Regions from separate parts of the Rattus norvegicus genome. Here region 1 is linked to region 2. Evidence: chromatin contacts called from public Hi-C data. All regions are on one chromosome and are shown on one strand. The core of a region is the stretch at or near the end of the contact, and the rest is flanking DNA. Distances in the headings are between cores, read along the strand shown. Region 1 has its middle 150 kb from the start of Khdrbs3. Region 2 has its middle 9.4 kb from the start of H3-7l.

Region 1 (6,063 bases), core at 3,255-5,754, 450 kb after region 2:
GGTTCCCCTACTAAACAGAATTTCCCACTGGACTCGACCCATAAACCTTTCCCATTTCATGCATATATTGAATTTGAGGTTTGATTGTTGCTGGTATAGAGAAACCGATTTTTTGTTTTTAAAATTTAATCATGATTTAAAACTGTTGAAATATTTATCAAAATTCAACATGCCTTTTCCACATGACCGATCAGCAATTTTGTGCTAATGGGAATCTGAAGCCAAACCAAGTGCCTATTACTAAGGAAATGGATTCATATAATACAGTACTTACATACGTTTAAATTATATGCAATGGGAAAAGGCATTGAACTTGATAAGCTTAAAATAGCATGGTTGGTCAAAACCAGAGTAGAAAAATAGTAAAATAAAAAGAGAACATGAATTTCAGGACAACATTATTTATATTTTTAACATTTATAAGCTCAAAATGGTATGTATTTATACAAGTATATGAATGTTATTAAATAATATATATGACTACAACTATTGGGAGAGAATAGCAACATTGAGGAGCAAGAGGAAATTTTTAAAAATACCAGAATTTCAAATTGAATCTGACATGAGCTAACATGTTATACTGGAAGCAATCCCTTATCTATGCTTAGGTAAGGAGCGCAGGTACATTACCCATGGCTATACTACCAAAGACAATATCTCTCTCCCATCAATCACTGAAGAGTGAGTGTTACTGTCTTCTGGGTGCCTCCTGGGTGCCTCCCCCTCTCCATTACTATAATAGACTCACATTTTGTGGTTCATTGGGAGCTCTCCTTTGTGCTGAAAGATGCTCCAGATACCTTTCCTATTATAGACCTTGGTTGGTCGTGCTGGCAGGCTCTCCTGTCAGAGTCTACCTTTAAATACCAGCGCTTATTAAGGCCAGAGTCTGAATCTTGTTACATAGTTTAGCCTGAAACAGGAAGTGCATGTAGTTCCTGTGTTTGGATGATCCAGAACAAATGTGCCAATATTTCTTGGTCTGGTCCTGGCTATTATCTACCCCTGCTGTTGAAACCTTTCTTCTCAGAGTCTCATGTAGTTCATGTGTACAGTAAGATATGTTTCAGATGTCACTTCAAGCCCAAAATAGCTTCATTTCCTAGGGGACAAAGGTCAGAAAGCTTCAAAAATACAGTCTGAAAGGAAAGGGGTCTCATGTTTTATCCCACCATAGTGTTGCCTGTGGCCTGTACTGGATGAGTTTCTAAACAAATAGAATGTTGCTTTTCTATCTGGAAACATCTTTTTATTTCCTGGTCTAAACTCCCACACTATTCTTTTTCATGGAATCTTTTTAAACACAAATAAACAGAGAAGAAGCTTTTAAAGACACAATTCTGGATAAATTATGTCTGGCTAAAGCAAGGCTGTCCTATGTAAGTGAATGATTGTGGTTTGGGCGCTCATAAGATATATGCCCATAAGACAGCACATCACTTGGCATCTCATCAGAATAATGCAAAAGAGAGGATGAAAAACACGGAATACTGATCATTTTCTAAGACAAGTTAACACATCAAGTACCTACAGAAAGAAGCATTTACTTCCATGTTAAGTATGTAAAACCAAAGTTTAACAGACCTGAATGCATTTCACATCTTGAAAGACAACAAATAAAACAATAAAGATTTGAACCCAAGTCTGATTTATTCTGAAGCCTTATATTCACTGTAATAGGAAAGTGATCCCTAGTTGTCCAGTAATGACTGAGTTGGCCAGCACATTCAATACTGTTAGACACACCATCACTTCTATGAGTGCTACTGGAAGGTAGATGCTGTTTTGTGTGCATTACACTAAAATCCAAGCAACAGGTCAGCCATGCTTTCATCTAAAATGGTAGAAGGGTTAACCTGTACAAAGCAAGGTCTTGCTTAACCACAAACCTCTGATCTTACTGCTTTTCAATATTCCCTACCCATTCTCAGGATAGATGACCCTAATAATCTTCCCTTTTTCTTTAAAATGTCTTTGATCCCTGTGCCTGTAAGCAGGAGCCTGAGATCCAAGACACCTATTAGTTCACTCTGTCCCAGAAATTTCCTGGTGCCTTCTCTCTAGAGTTTCATTAGATTCATTCGCTTGCTATTCTCTGGCAGATGAAGAAGAGGAGACAGTGGAGTTTATCATCTTTATCTCCTTTCTCAGTCAGGCCTGAGGATGAACACGGAAGATCCAGGAAGAAACAGAAAGCATGGTTTTCTCTGGTGTTAATGACAGCTGCAGAGAGAGTGACAGAAACATCTATTTCTTCATACAACATGAAAGATAGATGTCATAGGGCACAAACAAAGACCAGCTCTAAGTAATCTGTATATTTTGGTTGAGGAATAAATATGGATAGAAAAGTGCCTTGTAGCATAATTCTCTCAGGGTCACTAACTATGACTAATGTTAGCTTTGGTCCCATGTCTAGATGAGATGGGTACTCATCCCAGGTCTCTGATGTTTGATCTTTCTTTATTCTCAGATGGCCTTTCCAAGTTGCACCTTCTTGAAGAACAATGGGAGCATTCAGAGGATGACCTTATATAGAGTCAGAGGAAGTCACTGCATGGATGAGATCACTTATTCCTTAATCCTCTTCTCCAACTTTTTAACAAAGCCTCAAATGTTGTCATTAGAGAAACTGAGTTATATTTTATATAAATACATATGCAATATTTTATACTAAAATATGCAATGGATGAATCACTGCTATTGAATGTTTTTTGAAAGTTTAACTCATAATGAGTATATAATAGTCCACTGAACATTTCTTTTTTTCCCCCATCCTCCCCACATTACTGCCCTCCCCCCAACAATCACATTCATTGGGGGTTCAGTCTTAGCAAGACCAAGGGCTTCCCCTTCCCCTGGTACTCTTACTAGGCTATTCATTGCTACCTATGAGGTTGGAGCCCAGGGTCAGTCCATGTATAGTCTTTGGGTAGTGGCTTAGTCCCTGGATGCTCTGGTTAGTTGGCATTGTTGTTCATACGGGGTCTTGAGCCCCTTCAAGCTCTTCCAGTCCTTTCTCTGATTCCTTCAACGGGGGTCCTATTCTCAGTTCAGTGGTTTGCTGCTGGCATTCTCCTATGTGTTTGCTGTATTCTGGGTGTGTCTCTCAGGAGAGATCTACATCCAGTTCCTGTCAGCCTGCACTTCTTTGCTTCACCCATCTTGTCTAATTGGGTGGCTGTATATGTATGGGCCATATGTGGGGCAGGCTCTGAATGGGTGTTCCTTCTGCCCCACTGAACATTTCTATTACTGGAATTTAAAGTTATTTCTATTTCATATTACTTTAATGCTACATTAATTTAATTCTTTTGTTTGTAAATATCTTTGTGAGAGTTTATTGCTACTTACTGAGAAGAGTATTCCAAAGGTAGATTACTAGGTTGAAAGACCTGACATTGGTAGAAATGCATACTGGGAAACTTTTTCAAAACACCATCTTCAACCTCTGTGATTTTTGACACTGACATATGGATTGCTATTAAACATTAAGTCAGATATCTCTCATCCCCTACCAATGCCACTTAATTTTAGGCTTATATTTTCTTAAACCCTTGATATGATAACCCTTATTAGCTATTGTAGCTGCAATATTTCTATCTAAGTTTGAATTTTATAGGCTCCAGTATAAAATCAATCAACCTCAATTTTGTGTCAAAAATAGGAAAGTCTTCATAAGCCTTAACTGAATTATAGGTGGGCACACTAAAGACTCTCCTCTCTCAGTTGAAAAGAATGTGCTAATACTTGTGAACATTCATCTCTAAACTACTGCAGTGAACTGTATGAATTATAGACTTCCCAAGTGTTGTCCTCAAAAAGCATGTTATAGTTCTATTGATAATGGCAAACAACTTAATATTACGGTTCATGGCCTTTGGGATTATCATATTTCTGTATATTTTGCTTCCATGCACCTATACAAACTGGTACAATTTTATGCCATAAAATATTTTGAAGCAGAGAGTCCACTCAAAAGAATCAATGGATAACTTGGCCAGGAAGGATGAGGTGGGTCAGTCAAACAAATATCAGAGAAAGAAAAACCCTGTAAACTTGAGACCTCCAAGGTTCAAAGCTGAGGAACAGGGTGGTGTCTCTTTACAAGAATTTCAAACAGGGTCTGGAAGCTGTGTCAGGTGGAGCTGAGACACCAGCTGGTGGGAGCAAACGAGGAAGGAGAGTGGAAGCTGCAAGCTGGGGGAGGATGCTGTTTTTATGATATTTTCTTCAAGTGGTTTTGCTTTCTGTTCTAAGATTTTGTTCTTTTGTGATTCAACTCAGACTTTGTTTTTGCCATTACTGGTGATGTTATATGTTATACATTTGTTTATGCCTTTCCCCACTTATGCCAAAAGAATTCTTACCTACTCCAAACATGGGGGAATATTTGTGTATACATGCCTGGTCTTTTTATGAACTGCACGTCACTCCAGGTTAAGGTAGGAGGTGATCTGCATGTCAATTGTGAAGCAACGTTGGAGTCCAGTACTGACCTGGAGACCCCTCTGTGGCATGAAGACATATGGCAGAGTTATGTAGCCTTGGTTATGTTTGTCCAAAAAGAGACTACTGCTACCAGAGAGCAGGAGCGTGGGAATCAGAAATGCAGATTCAAATTCCAGCTCAGCCACAGTGTACAGTGACTAATACACTTTGCCTTCACAGCTCTCTGCTTCCTTATTTATTAAACCAAGATGTTTTAGAATCCAATAACTTCACCCTTCTGCCTAGTGGGGTCAAGCAAGTGTATGCTTTGTGCAGCAGGAAGGCCATTATTTTAAAATCTTCTTTAACTCCTAGCCCACTCCATCCTCATTCTGCTGAGATTTCACTCGAGGTCTCCCTGGACGTGATCACTGAGTTCCTATCTACCTCCACCTTCTTGTTCTCTACTGAGTCTCTCCTAAAGGTGGACCTACGTTGGAACTGGAGTGTGACCTCTTCTGATAGATTTAAAGAGACAGGATGTGCTATAGATGTAGCATATGCAGAAATTTGTAGAACATTTTTAGATACTTCCCAGCTCTTGTATGCCTTTCATCTTGCTCAGTATGGTATATACTTGTGTTTAGTGGAACATTCCATTGTGACTCAGCGTGCTCTGAATGCACATGGAACTTTAGAATGATGTAAACAAGAGTATCGAGGAAAGAAAAACATGCACCAGGACCACTGTTAAAGGAACACTTACTTACATTCTGGGAATTCCTACTTGTGGACCTTCTTTGAACCACTCCAGCTCTAGGTTCTTACAGAAAACTGGGGGAAAAGCAGGCAGGCTAGGTTCTGATGAGTGGTTTGGGGACTTCATTTGCCTTGGACTTCTGCTTTCAAATGACAGACTTGGAGGAATAGCAAACTGTTCCGCTGGTGAAGAAAGCCTAGAGGTAGTGCTGGCCAAGTTTATTGTGGTAGGACTGGAGGGAAGAAGAAAGCTCATTGAAGCTGCATATTATTCCCTTCCCTACGTCAGCTGACAAATGGACTGATGTGTTAATTTTCACCTTTCTGGCACTTGTGTGCTGCTGTTTGATTTATTTGAAACTCCAAGGAAACCCAAAAATACTTAATGCCTTACTTTAAACTCCCATGCATGAATGAATTTATCTGAAACCTTCCGATGTGGTCACTTGAAGCACAAAGTTATACATAGAGACTCAGTTTCTGGCATGGCCAGAGTGGAAGGCTTCTGTGCTTCGGAAAATGAACTTCCTTCTGTGATTTTTGGCATTTTCTACTGTGGTTGTTGAACAACTCCTAAAGAATACCAGCCATAGGTCACTAGTGATTCTTGTCCAAGGTTTGGCTGGCTGACTCTGACTTCAGGCAAGTATCAGCTCACATGATGATCTTCCAGGGAAGCTCAGCCCAAAGACAGTCATTGCTTCCATTTCTGGGCTTTTAAGACGGTGGTAGGAGGAATAATCACTTTGCTTCCTTTACTGTGTTTCTCAGCAAGGATTGTAAGCCAGAACTTAAAATTGGAAAAATGATTAAATTTCACATGAGGTGCAGAGCTACTAAATGTATAAAGGTTGGGTATTGAAGCCAAAATGC
Region 2 (6,519 bases), core at 1,420-3,919:
TTCACACATATGAAACTATGGGGGCCATTCTTGGTCAAAGCCTCACAATGGCATTTCTTGAATTAGGGTGATAACAAGCACCACAGTTCTTCTGCATGTTCAGTTCTTCTCATTATTATTGTGCATTGAATATCCACAGGCTCAGGGTTTCTGTCTTTGCCCTGATTATGATACTGTCATGGAGTACCTAATACTCAGACTTCTCCTTTACTCTACTCTGTCAACTGTTGATTTAGAGTCAATCCCTTCGGCATCCATCTCTGTATTTCCTGCTGCCTTGGAATGCGGTCTGGAGAGTATTTCCATGCTACAGGTATTCTGGCTCATCATCATCATAGGAAAAAGGGAGAAGTGAAACCATAGCAGTGGGCAAATAAACTCTGTAAAGTGATGTCAGCCATGTTCTTAGCTTGCAGTTCTTGCTTTTGTTTCTGGAATGTTCAGAGATCCTGCTAATTGTCTGCCCTTTTCTGTCCTGTTTCCTTAACTGCTCTGCTTTGTGTAGATACAAAAAAACACAGACAAGCTAGCTTAACACTTTGTTGTGTGGGTCACCCTACGGCAGTGTGAATGCCAGCAAGAGAGGCAAAGGAGAAAGGCTGAGAACCAAAAGCAGTAGGTACATCCTTGAGTGACTTCTGTATCACAAGGGAACACATCTGGTCACTTGTAACATGTTCTTAGTGCACCACTGTGGAACCCTCTCATGGGTAATAAGAGGTAGAATACTCCTGGGGAGCTTCTTGTTTCCTGCCACATTAGTCTATTTATTCCTGGAAAATTGCCTCTTCTGTCCTTTTAGCTGATGTAGGGGCAGAGGCAGGAGTAAGATCTTATACCATACAACATAGTTCCACTTATGTCTAGGAGTGGCCATAGAGCTAGAGCCTCAGCCTGCTCAGATTAGGTTTCAGTAATGGAGTGGCTTGATCTTTGTTTGAACAGGGTGTAGAGAAGCCTCTTGAGGGCAGCTTTCAGAAGTAGTGGTTGGTGCTCTGGTTTGAGGCCAAATTTGGTCCTGGGGGAAAATAGGTGGATCTGGAAGGAAGACTTCCTTTTCACTAGTAACAACAGCCGGAACTAGTTCCATGGTATGCTGCCTCCCTAACAACCTATTTTTTCAACCTTGCTGAGCAGGGAGGTAGAGTGATGGGTGAAACATTCACATTGTCTCTTGCCCTAGAACCAAACATGGGTCTCTGCTCCCATCATCTTTTGCTAGTTGGTGACCTTCACCCAACTTCCAGGGAGGGTGATAAATGTAGAGGACACCAGGAGCTTTATTTATTTTTTATCTGCACAGCATTCTTCTTCCCCATTCCCTTCTCCTGATAGCTTCAGGGTTGGCTAAAATTTACATGGCAGCTTCCCTTTGCTCACAGGTCCAGATCTTATGCTGCTATGCATTACGAAACAACATTGTATCAGTTTTCCTTTACCTGTCTTCAGGCCATGAGGACATCAATTAATCCATGCCCCTTCCTACTAGATGCTGCCAGGAATGGGACTCATTTATATAGTCAGATGCTTTGTTGGAGTGTCCCTGTTGGACTGGGCAAATGACAATCAGTTTGCAAACTGCATTTTAATGTCACAGGTGTATAGTGGCTTTGAGCCCCACCTGCTTTGACCTTCATGGGATCTTATAGCATCTGCTCCTCGGAGGTGCCAGGGTAACACCTACACCGTGATGATGTACAGTCAACTTATCTGCACAGCATCCTATTACTCCATTTTTCTCATATTAAAATTTATTTTATGTGTTTTTATTTATCTTTTGTTTAGTTTTCTCTAATGCCGCAGATGCCATCAATCCATGTTATTATTCTGAAGACCTATTTTTGGAGGGCTCAGATACCTCCCTGAAATGGAATGGAATCATTTGCAATGGCGATAGACCCATTAGGGCTTTCTCTGCCTTTATAGTCTCCTCACCTTTTTGTCTGCCCCGGCTGTGGGAACTGCCCAAGCATGGTGCCAGGAAGGCAACTCTGATTTTACCATTTCAGCCAAAAGTAGTCTGCGGGTTCCCGTCGAGAGACTTATTTTTTCCCCGTTGGAATTGGAAAGACCTCATGACACAGTGTCTTAGTATAGAGCTCGTCCCCTTCACTATGCGAACACTGATGGCCCCTTTCCACTTTAGCCTTCCAAGATTATGAAGAGATGATTAACAGGAGGTCTCCTTCCTCATTTGGTCTGCCAGTCTCATGCTTCATCTTCCTCTCAGTCATCCATGTGGCTTCTGAGGGATGAGTCAGGTGCTCGTGTGCCTTCCCAGCACTGTCAGCATCTTTAACAATTCCCCAGACCGTTAAAAGTCCCAGAAGACATCCTTTTCATACCACCGCCATATTCTAGTATCAGATGCACCACCATCAATTGAATCCTCTCACTCTTCTGTGTCAGGCTGTGCTACACGGTGAACAGAGACAGGAAAGCATGCCTCTAAATCTTTATATCTTGGATTTTTGCCTTATGGTATTTTCCACAGTGAGATCACACATAAAGCCTTAATCTAGGGTTGTGGTAGACATGGCCTCCTGAGGCTTCCTGTCCTTTCTCCCATGGACAGTTGAGGTATGGAGTCTCATTTTACAGGTGGATAATCAAGTGCAGAGTGTTTAATCACCTCTTGCTCTCACACAGATGACAGATATTTCCTTTCTGCAAATCCCTTTCTTGCTGAAGGGAGGCTTTCTCACTCATGCCAGATGACGTCATCTCTAGGCCCAGCTGTCCACAGAAACTCAAAGCTGTGAGTGTTGGAAGTCACGATTTCCTAGCCCTTCTTTGAGCTTCTAAAGCAACAACAAAAAATTACATACCTTGTTCTTCCTGTCCACAGTTCTAAAGGCTTAGAGAGTTCAGACAGCTTTAGAATTCTGCTCTGACTGAGGTTTGATGCACACAGGATAAGCACCGAATCATATTGGCTGGATGGTTTCCTTCTTTAAAGCATTTTTATATCTGAAAACACATCTGATCTCTGTTGCACCCCTGTTGAGGTCTCAGAGTCAGGCTTGATGCTCCTGGGGATAATTAAATGGTTTCAGAGAAAGTCAAGGTCACAGAGGGATATCAGGGTAGATCTAGATCTTGACACCCTGGTTTTCCAAGCCAAGGTCTAGCTGATTCTATTAAGCAGCATCTCACTTTAGAAAACAGGAAGAAGTGCCAGAGAATCAGAGCGAATTATTGCTGAAAAGTCTTTGGAGCTCTGGAGTGGGAGTCGGGTGGGCGTGGGTGTAGTTAGTGAAGGGTGTATAGGGGTGGGCTGAGGCTGGGTTGTGGAATGTTTTAGCTTTTCTGAATCTCAGATTTCTCTTCTGCAGGAGGGGAACAAGTCACTGACCTCCTCCCACTGTTACTGTGTTCCGGTGAATCTTAGAATCTTTATATGTTTTTTTTTTATCAGAGTGCATGTTGTACAGCATATTATCAACTGCATGAGTAATACTGAATGAAGATTTGTTAATGCAAGTGGAAAGTCCGAATTGAAGCCCTTAGAACTGTAGAATACATAGATAGGACAAACCTCCAGTTCAACAATCTAGACCCAGCAAAAGAAAAGGATTCCCCACAGTGGGGTAGAACCAGGATTAGAGCCAAATGTTCATCTTGCAGCCCAATGTTATTGTAAAATTTTGCTTAGATTCCTGGTGGATTTATTGTGTGTATTTCTGTGTGTGTTTGTGTGTGTGCATGCATGCATGACTATGCATGTGTGTAGGGGCTGGCAGAAGCCCACCGGACCTGTGATTTCTTGTTCTTCCAGGGATGAAAGTTTGGTGACACAGTGAGTGATTTACATACTTCAATCCAACTTTCATACTGATGGACTCCATGTATGATTTTAAAAGAAGAGTAAACGGTCCCCTTTCCATTCACTTGCTTCCAGTTTCACAGGTGGGAGGGCTCTCATTATAGAGGTGAGAAAATTGGGGAAAATTTCAGATGGATTTTTACGGGGTTCTCAGGTCTCACGTGACTAATGTCTGTATGTGTGTGTACCTGCTATTTTGCAGGTTTAGCAAACATTGCCAAATATGGTTAAGACAAGAAACATTATTTTTGTGGTCCAAAGGTTAACTGTATAGCATTCTATTCTGATCCAACATGGCTGGAATGGCCTAGAATGTCATCCCTCACTTGACCAGGACTTCCATTGTGTCAAGACTTCTTTGTGGCAGGAAAGATTTTCTCTATCCCTTGGTTTGTTCACATATGCAGAAGGTTCCTGAGGAGCAGTGCAGAACAAGATTCAGTGTACATGGACTTTTCAAATCTCAGCCTGTCACAGAGCTGTCATAAGAAACTTTAGCCTATCAGTTAAAGCTAATTGGTAAATCTGGATTAAGGAGGCAACAAAAAGAAAATGAATAGAATCTGTGTCTAATATGCTTTCTATTCAGCCTAAATAGAGGGGCCATGAGAGTTGGATGGCCCATGGCAAGTGGCGTAAGTAGGCTGTTGCCCACCTGAGCAGTGCTTGAGGGCATAGACCTTGGCCATCTGTTTGATCTTTTAGCAGAGAGCTAAACTTTGCCTGGTTCTCTGTTCCCACTCAGACTGGAGGGAATCACAGATTGCTATGTCCTTTAGAAGTTCATGGGGATGTGGAAAGTCTAACAGGCCAAGGAAGGTCACCTTGAGCAGGTCCAAGAGACTCTTGGGAAATAATCCAGTTATCTGGAAGCTTTTGGGACAGTAGAGATATAAGGAAGTGATTTGCTGGGAAGATCAGGAGTAGCAGGCTGATTCACTGGGGGACCCCAAGAAAACAAATCTAATAACCCATGTTTGACTGGAACTATGGCTCTGGTGAATGCTACAATCTTGCAGCGCTTCAGCAGGAAAAGATGGATTCTGTCTTCTGGCAATCTTATCCTATAGGATTATGACTCTCTTGCTGTTGCGTATTTTCCAAGCATGCTTATTAGTCAAGAGAGATTAACTTTAGGAAGTCAACTTCCCAATCTCAATGGCTTAATGTGTTAAAAGTTTTTCTTACTCAGCTCTTTTACATATGTTCCTAGAAAGCAGGTAACTTTTCATGGTGTTTGTTCAGGAACTCTAGTTCCCTCTGTTCCTTCTGTCTTATAACTCAACCCTACTTTGGGCCCAGCATCTCACAGTAAAAGAACATTTGTTCATCAAGTCGAGCAATAGGCCATATACACAGGCTGTTGATACTCTTAAAAAATACCTGAAATAATATAGTTAAAATGAGGACACTTATTCTGATTCCTGGTTCAAGAGATTTCTTTCCATTGGCAGTTGGCACCTTTTTTTGGTGAGACAAGATATCATGGTAGAAGCATGTGATAGAGGAGGGTGCTCAGTTCATGGCAACCAGGAAGCAAAAGGAGAGAGGAAGAAGAGGACCAATCACTCTTTAGGATCATCCACCTTCATAATATAACTTCTCATTAGACCCAACTTCCAAAGGGGCCTGCCTATCAGGAATGCTAAAGTCTAACTAAGTCTTTAAAACATTGCTTTTTTGAGGAGATTGCAAACAGGTAGCATTATAGCAGACATCTTTTGGGCCTTGTTTGGCTATATCTCCATCATGAGGACCCACAGACTAAAACTGAGCCATGCATCTTGTATTGCAAGGGACTCAGGAAGGTGGTCTGTGTGATGTGGATTTGGGAATATGTGCCATGGTTATGTGAACACATCTGTGTTGGTTCATTTTATGTGTCAGCTTGACTGGATTTAGGAGCATGGGCAAATTGGTGCACATGATCTCTGGATTTATCCACAACATGTATGGAAATCAACCTTGAAATGAGTGGGCACCATCCACTTGTTTAGGGTCCCCAAGAGAACAAAATCAAAGGGAGGGAAGATTGTTTACTTTCTTGCTACTCCCTGCCCCTATCTCCTCTGAGGTGTTCTTTTCCTCTCAGGTTCAACCTCAGCCTTCAGACCCAGCAAGCTTGGAACTCCAGGAACTCATGCAGTGACTCCCAGGATCCCCAGATCCTTGATCTCAGATTGAGATTTATTTTTGACTTACCTAGTTCTGAGATTTTGGGTTTGAACTTAGCTATGCTGCTAGCTCCCTATAGTCTCTTCTCTACAGATGACCTGAGGATAGACCCCTAGCCCCTGTAATGTGTGAGCCAATTTCCCTAAATGAATTTCTTCTTATCTAATGGCCAGTGTCTATAGATGAAGACAAAATCAGCTCACACAGCAAGTTCCCTAAAGGGCTGAACTGTCCTTTGACACATAACTGCAGGAGGACCTGGTGCAGTGTTTTGGTCAGGATGGCGCTGGCCACCAAAGGAAGGAGAGGCATTCACCTCCTGGGCTTTGCCTTGACTTTGGGTTCTGTCCTCCTTTATCAGACATGGTGACTAATCATAGCCTTTTGCCTTTGCCACAGCTCTCTCTGCATTCTAGGTACTGTGGCTTTTGCTCTTCCTGGCCACCTGACTCTGAGAGATATCTCCTAAAGGAGAGCAGGCTACCCAGACAATCAAAGGACATTTCTGGTACCCTACT

Evidence for each region. Hi-C and Micro-C count contacts between places; a contact is called where the count stands out from the background.
Region 1: a contact with region 2 is called in a Hi-C map of prefrontal cortex, with 3 times the contacts expected there. The contact joins two enhancer-like sites. A contact is called at or near these places in 2 of 12 Hi-C or Micro-C datasets (frontal cortex and prefrontal cortex).

What each region holds. Positions count from the first base shown.
Region 1 is chr7:102,578,082-102,584,144 of GRCr8, forward strand. It overlaps the pseudogene Tox4-ps1. Among named protein-coding and RNA genes, the nearest start is that of Khdrbs3, 150 kb to the right of the region's middle. Within about 2 kb of position 4,505, at least 5 of the 93 cell types and tissues checked have an H3K27ac peak or open chromatin away from gene starts, as enhancers often do.
Region 2 is chr7:102,133,267-102,139,785 of GRCr8, forward strand. No RefSeq gene overlaps it. Among named protein-coding and RNA genes, the nearest start is that of H3-7l, 9.4 kb to the right of the region's middle. Within about 2 kb of position 2,670, at least 7 of the 93 cell types and tissues checked have an H3K27ac peak or open chromatin away from gene starts, as enhancers often do.